Linked DNA regions of Danio rerio: regions 2 and 3 are each linked to region 1. The links are chromatin contacts, called in public Hi-C and HiCAR-type maps. All regions are on one chromosome and are shown on one strand. Each heading gives the region's core, a stretch centred on a gene start, on an enhancer-like site or on the middle of the called end of the contact. The rest is flanking DNA. Distances are from core to core; before and after follow the strand shown.

Region 1 (2,700 bases), core at 9-2,508:
CAGAAGGTTCGAGGCTTCATAATGGACACAAAAGCACAAAGCATGCGGACGGGCGTGATGCTCCGCTACCTGATATCAAAGCCAGCAGCCTCTGCATGAGAGGAGATGGGCCTCGAACAGTCGGAGAAAAACCCAAAGAGGAGCATGCGCTTCAGGGTTTGAAGTGACGCCATCTATTTATAAAAACAACAATTACGTTTTACATTACAATGCGCATGATACAAATTTGACGTGTTACAATTAATAACAAAAGAAGAGATAACGCGTAATTGCTTGGTGCCATTCATTACGAAGTGACGTGTTTTGATCTGTATATTGTAATCGTGGTTAATGTAAACACTACGACTGCAAGTGTGGAATAATAAATGCTGCTGTAAAAAGTAAAAATTTATTGAAGTTATTTAATAATAGCCTAGTTATGATATATTTCATATAGTAATATAATTATTTTAATAAAATATATAAACAGTTAAACAATATAGCCTACGTAAAAAAATGGCTAGTTTTGTAATAATAATAATAATAACTATTGTTGTTGTTATTATTATTATTATTATTATTATTATTATTATTAATATTATTATGAAAACAGCAGTAATAATAATAATAATAATAATAATAATAATAATAATAATAATAACAACAATAACATTATGGATGTTTTGTTTACAGATAAACTACATTTGCTGACTACTTTTTTGCAATTTCCATAAATTGGTAGACACTTGTTAATTAATACACAAATCAAGTATTGTCCATGTGAAATGCATTTTTTTTCTATAAACCTATTATTATTATTATTATTATTATTATTAATATTATTATGTAGCAAAACTGAAAATGCATAAATTTAATATTCAGTAAATACTTCAGAATATTTTTTTCTTGTTAGAACATGTTAGAATAACATGTTAGAATCTTTCTTTCTTTCTTTCTTTCTTTCTTTCTTTCTTTCTTTCTTTCTTTCTTTCTTTCTTTCTTTCTTTCTTTCTTTCTTTCTTTAGGCTAAGCTTTTCTCTGAATTAGTCTGCGTTTTTAGACTCGTTTGTTTCACCACAATTTTCGTAACGTTGTTTACCATCCTTGTGCGCCTCTAGTTTAGGAGGCAATGTGATTTTGGAGGCGGAACGCATTTAGTTCCACTCGGCAGAGTGCACGAACACTGGCGCACCAATAGCATCCCTATGTCAGTCAATAGCCTGCAAAGTGACGCGACCAAAAGGGGAGGGTGCTTTCTCTGAAGCCTATCTCAGTTTTGAGCTTTCTCAAGCTGCAGGGAGCCGAATGGCGCACTAATTTAAGAGTTAACGTTTAGACATCTCCTTTAGGTTTTCGTGGATTTTACTAATTTCCTAAAAACTTCTGCGGGTTGAGACGACTTGTGCACGGTGTAGGAAAGGGAGGATCTTCCTTTGCAGCTCGTGACAACAGCCGGGATAAAAAACCTAACTTTGCGCTTCGTGGAGAAAACGTCTCGGACGTTAATTAACAGGTGATTTAGTGCGTGTTTTCAGTTTTATAGTTATGAATTGTTGTGCTTCTTTGCCAGGCTGTGATCAAGAACAAATTCTAAACTAGCAAGTTGCAACTGCAATGAAAAGTTTTCTTGAGCTGGCCATTTTAGCTGCAAAGCTGCATAGATTGAGATTTCTGTGATATCAACTAATGTTGTGAGCAATAGTTTTGGGATTTGAAGAGTGGACAACTCTGACAAATGTGTTGTTGTGGATATTACAACAGGTCTAGGACGGCGCTTCCTTGCAGGTAACATTGGGAATATTTAAAGATGTTGGACGGTATAAAAATCGAAGATCATCCGCTGCGGTCGGGACAAGCAACACTTGGAGTTATGCTCGGTAAGTCCTTCAACATTTGTAGTATTTGTCTTTAAAAGCAAGCCTGTAAATGCTCGCAAATACTAAAGTAATTCTGGGAATTTTTATAATGCTGTTTCTGTTAAGATAGATAGAGATCTACAGTACAGCTGGAACTGTAGCAGTCGGGCCATGCAGTCGGCTGGGATGCACCCGCATGTGTCATGCATTTGACCGGCCGGCCGCATTCATCTGTTGAATAATCAAAACTATTTCCCATAGAAAATAATCCAAATACACGAGTGGTGTATTTAAATAATAAAATAATTTCTCTCATATTTACTGCGCAACGCAATGCAATTATTTCCATGCTCTCATGTTGTTGTTGTTTTAGGCTATATAAACTGCACGTATTTCCCATTCAAACAGCTGCACCATTACATCTTATTATGTTTGCTTAATTCTAACAAATAACTGTAACGTTTGAATGGTAGATGGACAGAAATAAAAAAATAGGTAAAAATGAATAATAAGAAGAAAATCTGCACAATTAGGCTATATATTTTCTTTTCTCTTACCCCATTAGGCTATTTATTCTTTGGACCGGAGATTTTGTTTACACATGATCTTGAAGGGTACATAAATACAATTGCAAATATTTAATTGGCAGTTTTTTGAGCATAGGCTAATAGTGTCAATTTTAGATTTGCCAGATATTGTGCAACGTTTTAATTTTTGTGCGTATGTAATAATAATAATAATAATAATAATAATAATAACAATAATAATAAAATAATAATAATAAGAAGAAGATATAATAAACAATTAATATCACACGTAATATTATTCGGACGCCTTTTTTCACAATGTCATATTGGTTTATGAG
Region 2 (2,841 bases), core at 61-2,560, 170 kb after region 1:
TTCCCATAGTGGAAATTACTTGACAGCAAACCATGCACCAAGAGAGTTTGCAAGAAACTCTTTTAGATGTATATGCATATTTATTTAATTTGTTCAAAATGAAATAAAGCAAAACATAAGATAAACATTTACTAGACAGACAGACATATAGACAGACATATAGAGAGACATAGATAGATAGATAGATAGATAGATACATAGATAGATAGATAGATAGATAGATAGATAGATAGATAGATAGATAGATAGATAGATAGATAGATAGATAGATAGATAGATAGATAGATAGATAGATAGATAGATAGATAGATAGATAGATAGATAGACAGATAGATAGATAGATCCAAATCAAATTATAGTAACAAAAGTTGATATAGAATTTAAACCGTTATTGTTCAGATATAGATTTATGCAGGAAACAAAAGAAGAATTTAAAAATAATTCTATCTATCTCGATATAAAATAGCCTATATGTTATTCTGTAGCTATATAAGATGTCACATTGAGATAACATCAAAATTTTAAAGAAACAAAGACAGCATTTGTTCACAATTGGCACAACACATCGCATTATACCAGTATCTTAGTGTTTAATCATTTGCGCAGCATAATCAATTGTTTTTTACAGTTAAGGCATGGGAGAACTAAAAGTCAACAGGAATAATCTTCCTTGAAATGTTATACTGCTAAATTAACATTTCCTTGTTCAAAAACAATTTATCTATTGTATTGAACTACATGGTCAAACTTCCGTGAACGTTGTTAGCGGAAAGGGAGTTCAGCCTAAGATCCCCAAACTTTTACAGTAATTGAACCTGATATGATGAAAACATTCCCCAGTCAGAGCCGGTCAGGCCGATTTACCTGAAGCACCGCATGTGTCCCAAACCATTAACAGCCTGACTGACAAATATACAGTAGGCCTACAAGAGTGTGAAAACACCTTCTGTTCATGTTTTATCTTCATCTAAAGCACTCTTTGTGATTGTTGAATTAAACTAGGCTACATACTTTTTTGATCAAATGCAAACACATCCGGTGGTGACCATATTGCTTAAAGAGAAAGTTCACCCACATATTAACCTTCCCTCATCATTATTCTTCAAAATATTGTGTTCAGCGGGGGAAAAGAAACTCCAGGAGGTTTGAAACTTAAGAGTGGGTAAACAGTAAGTAAATGTTCGCATTTGGCTGAAGTATCCTTTAATAGCTGCCCAAACATTCATTCTGTCTGTGAAGTCTATGCTATTGATAATCATCATTGTGAAATATTCCTGTGTTTGTGTTGCGCTGCTGTGCAAGTACTGACGTGTCAGTGTGGTTAAGATGACTAACAAATTTGAAGAAATAAATCAACACTATAATAATAGGCAACACTGCTTGTTAGAATGTCTAATGTAAACTCTCTTCTTAATGGTTATACAGTAGGTCAGAGAGGTTTGGTTTGTTTATGACGATGATTCTATGGTTATTCTCTTAAAAATACCAGTGGCATATTTCAGTTTGTGATTCAGAGCTTGTTCTCAGTTCTCAGTTGAGGTTCTTGCCTTAATAATTTACAGTGTTTGACGAACCATTGAACTCCTGTATACGTTCTTAGTAGCTGGTGATTTTGCACCGAGAAAAAACCAATCCAAACAGAAAGCTCTCTCAGTTCAATACTGCCCCCTACATTTTAATATGAAAATTGCAGTTAACAGCAGATGAGACGCATTTCTACCTAAATATACATAGAATAAATAAAATAATCTATTTAAAGTAAAAAATAATTCGAAAAAATATTTCAAATATAGCCTACAAAGATTATTTTATTATTAACATGGTTATTTTATTTAAGCATAACAACATATTTTATCGTATTTTTGACTGTTCCTCTTCCAGTCCCTCACTATTTCTAAAAATAAAAACAGAATAAAACAAAACAGAATGCCAACAATGAGCATTTTTTTCCTTATCAGAATATGTTTGTTTGTTTTAATTCATTTATTTTAATCTGAAAAAGCCAGCAGTATTTGCATAATCGATTCCCTGCTTAGAAAAACAGCAATAATAATATACGTTTTGATTTCCATTAACTATTATGAAATCCTAATAGCTTTGCAGACATTATTAAAAATGTATTGCCATATAAAGCATTTGCTGAGATTATTTAGAGTTTATTGATGTGTAATGACTTTTCCAAAACAACACAATGAACAGATTATAATTGCGCTGAGGGTATTGATTGTGCTTTCAGTGATTTTTCTTCTGTTATTGTATTCAGTGACTGATATGTTAATGCTTCCAGATTTTACTGAGGGCTGTTTGCACCGTTCCACTGCAAAAAGCAGTAATCTAATTTGTATTTGTAATTTTATTAGGTGTAATCATAAATGCTCGTCAATGTCCAAAAGCAGCACAATAGGGAAGGATGAGAGCGTGTTAAAATTAATGCTATTAAGAGAAGCTTGCCTTCAATCAAAAGGCCATAAAACTCATCATTATCAGACATGACCTCTCTGGAGACCCATATGCACGCTCACTAACCTGAGTAATGGCTCAAATCACTGCTTTCATATTCTACACCATATCACACTAACTCCAAGATTGTTCCTGAGAACCATATACTGAAATGTGTTTTGGTCATAGACAGTTTCTCTCTTCATCTTTGAGTTCTTAGTTGGGGATTAAGTGTGAGCATCAAACAGAAATGGCAATAATGTGTTTCTTTTCTTTACTATATTTACTTTTTTTTTTTGTTGCTGATTATGACTTGAATCTGATTAAACTGGCTTCTCAACATACAAATTTAATTTATTAAATATTTGTAAATAAAACTAGTACAAAAATATCTCAAAAAAT
Region 3 (2,700 bases), core at 20-2,519, 230 kb after region 1:
TGCAGATTTATTATTATAACTTCATTCTGAGTTTAAAGAAAAGTCATGATATGATTTTGAACAGGGTTTAGAAATTAGAAAATTAAAATATTAAGTTAACCAGACAAAACATGTTCCTATCTTTTGTCTATGTTTCTAGAATTCAGCATTGACTTAATGTTTTATCTTTATATTGTAGTGTGTGTTGGACTACAGCTGGTCTAGCAAACATTAAATTTACAGTTTCAAATTTATGTTATGGTTTTCTAAAGCAAATCATATTAATTTTCCTTCTGATCCATAATGTAGCTATAATGTTGATTTCATAACTTTCAAATAGAAATGTAAAAAGTTTTATAATGTTTTCAGAATGTATTCATTCATACACCTTTTTTTGTTTTATGATTATTTTTAGTTGTTATATTTATAAAAGTTATTGATTATAAGATTATATATTTGACAAGGACTATGTAAAATATGTATTATATGATATGAAATATAAATATATATTACAACAATATTTTTACACAATTATTAAATTTGTAAATTATTAAGTTTTGGCATCAAAAAGTATTTACAATTACAATAATTTATCAATAATATTACAAAATAATAATATATATTCTTATGAGTGAATGAGTGTGCATAGATGTTTCCCAGTGATGGGTTGCATCCCCTGTTTAAAACATATACTGGATAAGTTGGCGGTTCATTCTGCTGTGGCAACCCCAGATTAATAGAGACTAAGCCGAAAAGAAAATGAATGAATGAATCTATCTATCTACCTATCTATCTATCTATCTATCTATCTATCTATCTATCTATCTATCTATCTATCTATCTATCTATCTAGAAATTATTATATTTATAAAATTCATTATTATTATTAGTATTATTATTATTATTATTATATTATTATTATTATTATTATTATTATTATTATTATTATTATTATTACTGCTGTCTTATCTTGTATCTTCTTCTATAAACGTTTGTCGTTGTCCTTTAACGACTTCATAACTGCCTCCCAATCCGGTACAGTGGGTATTCGCGGAAACGAAAACCGGACACCCTTCATTGAAATTATTGCAACAAAGCTAACATCCTTAAACATACACACTCCATGACCCTTGTACCGAAAAGTCGAAGGGAAAGGGGGCGAGTCTTACCTCTGATCTCTATATCATCTACGGTACGGCTTCCTCAACAGCACGTCAAGAAACCCGAGAGACAGAGCGCGGCCCCTGGAGACCGCGCGCGTGCACTTCCGGTTGGGCAGAGAGCTGGAAAAATAGCAACGGCGGAGGAGCAGAGCACAGCTGGGGAAGGAGGAGGCCAAAGCGAGTCGCTGTGCAGAGGAATGGCCGACATTTGATCGGAGAAGGTGAGACGCGACTTTAATTTTAAGTCCGCATTATGTCGGTTCAGTCGTCAGCTTAGTTTTATTTGACACGGTTATGCCGGGCGCTTTTAAATACATGTCGCTAACCGGCTAACTTGTTAGCATTCCGTGACAGCTTTGGTGCGAGCTAGCCTGGCAGCAAATCTACTAAGGAGGAGTTCGCCTGCGACGCTGGGCACAGTACCGTCAACTACCTGAGCTAAACTGTCATGATCTGACCTTACCATTTCACAGCGGTCTTACGGCAGTTTAATGTAGGCTGTGTGTTTATTTTCGCTTCAGATGCAGTCAGTGTTAGCTGCCAACCTCCACATTCCTGATTCCTCTCAGTCACAAGCAAGTGGGCCACTTTCCCACCCTCCTGTTTGTTTTTAGACAAGCAAAACTTTTGATCACTACTGCAGACGTGATGCAAAAATGCCTTGGGTTAACTTACTGCATAAAAACCTATACATATCGAAAGTGTAACGCATTTGGCTTTCTTGGAAACTAGTAAGCTGCCTACATAGACAGCTTTCAAAAATAATTTAAACTGGTTTATGTCAAGAATGATGCATATGGTTTCTGTTCACTAGATTTTAAAACAACCAAAGTGTTAATTGAGTTGTTACTTATTTGACAACGTGGTAATTATTCATTTGAAGTTAAAGTGAAACTGAATTGTCTTGGTAACTTAACAAATGACACAATGCATTCTGTTTATTGTACTTTCTTAGTCTAGGTGGTGTTTTTATTTTTCAAGGTTGTTTCATGTTTTTCTTAAATATATAGTTATTTCCAAATGGAAAGGAAAACATTACATACTCTGTCAGTTTTCAGAAAAATAAAGATTAGATTTAGTATTTTTCACAGTAATGTCATAAAAGAACCATATTTGGGTTCCTCAAAAACCTTGAAGTGAACAGCTTTTAAAATATTTTTTTAAAAATTTATTTTATTCTGACGAACATTTTAATCATTTAAGACCTTTTGTTCCATTGAAGGGCTTGATGTATGTTAAAGGTACTTGTAAATGAAAGTTCCCAATACAAACCCTAATTTTTAATGTATATAATCAAAGCTGTGTCAGTGACATTGCAACCCTCACTTCTCTTTTACTTTTCTTTTTTTTCTCTTTTTGTTTGACGTTCACGGACAATAAATGGCAAGTCTTTCGCCTACAGGAATGTGTCAATCATCTGTATAGTTTCACTTTTGCTTGTTTTTTGTGTGCCATAATTCATTTTTCTTTTTGCCTTTTTGAATTTAAAGTCTTTTGTGTTCGTTTCCCCTACAGGGCTCAGCATAAATAAGTACACCCCATTTTGAAAATGAATATT

Evidence for each region. A called contact is a pair of places that touch in the nucleus more often than the background predicts. HiCAR-type assays count read pairs that join an accessible place to other places.
Region 2: a HiCAR-type map of caudal fin shows a contact between it and region 1, with 5 times the contacts expected there. The contact joins the enhancer-like site here to the promoter of lmx1bb in region 1. A contact is called at or near these places in 5 of 18 Hi-C or Micro-C datasets (caudal fin, embryo, fibroblasts and 1 more) and 2 of 4 datasets of contacts at active chromatin or transcription factors (caudal fin and gastrula embryo).
Region 3: a contact with region 1 is called in a Hi-C map of hematopoietic stem cells, with 4 times the contacts expected there. The contact joins the promoter of zbtb34 here to the promoter of lmx1bb in region 1. A contact is called at or near these places in 6 of 18 Hi-C or Micro-C datasets (caudal fin, embryo, hematopoietic stem cells and 1 more) and 3 of 4 datasets of contacts at active chromatin or transcription factors (caudal fin, embryo and gastrula embryo).

Annotation. Positions count from the first base shown.
Region 1 is chr8:35,489,821-35,492,520 of GRCz12tu, reverse strand. lmx1bb (LIM homeobox transcription factor 1, beta b) reads left to right here and starts at 1,258. Exons shown (of 9, transcript NM_001025167.2): 1 at 1,258-1,492; 2 at 1,741-1,856. The coding sequence starts at 1,787.
Region 2 is chr8:35,317,105-35,319,945 of GRCz12tu, reverse strand. The region is part of intron 5 of LOC141375661 (a long non-coding RNA gene); the gene reads right to left. Among named protein-coding and RNA genes, the nearest start is that of zbtb34, 56 kb to the right of the region's middle. Within about 2 kb of position 1,310, at least 2 of the 62 cell types and tissues checked have an H3K27ac peak or open chromatin away from gene starts, as enhancers often do. A contact at or near this core is called in caudal fin, where this site is marked.
Region 3 is chr8:35,261,284-35,263,983 of GRCz12tu, reverse strand. zbtb34 (zinc finger and BTB domain containing 34) reads left to right here and starts at 1,269. Exons shown (of 2, transcript NM_001122711.1): 1 at 1,269-1,363. It overlaps LOC141375661 (a long non-coding RNA gene), which reads right to left and starts at 1,715. Exons shown (of 7, transcript XR_012384456.1): 1 at 1,149-1,715.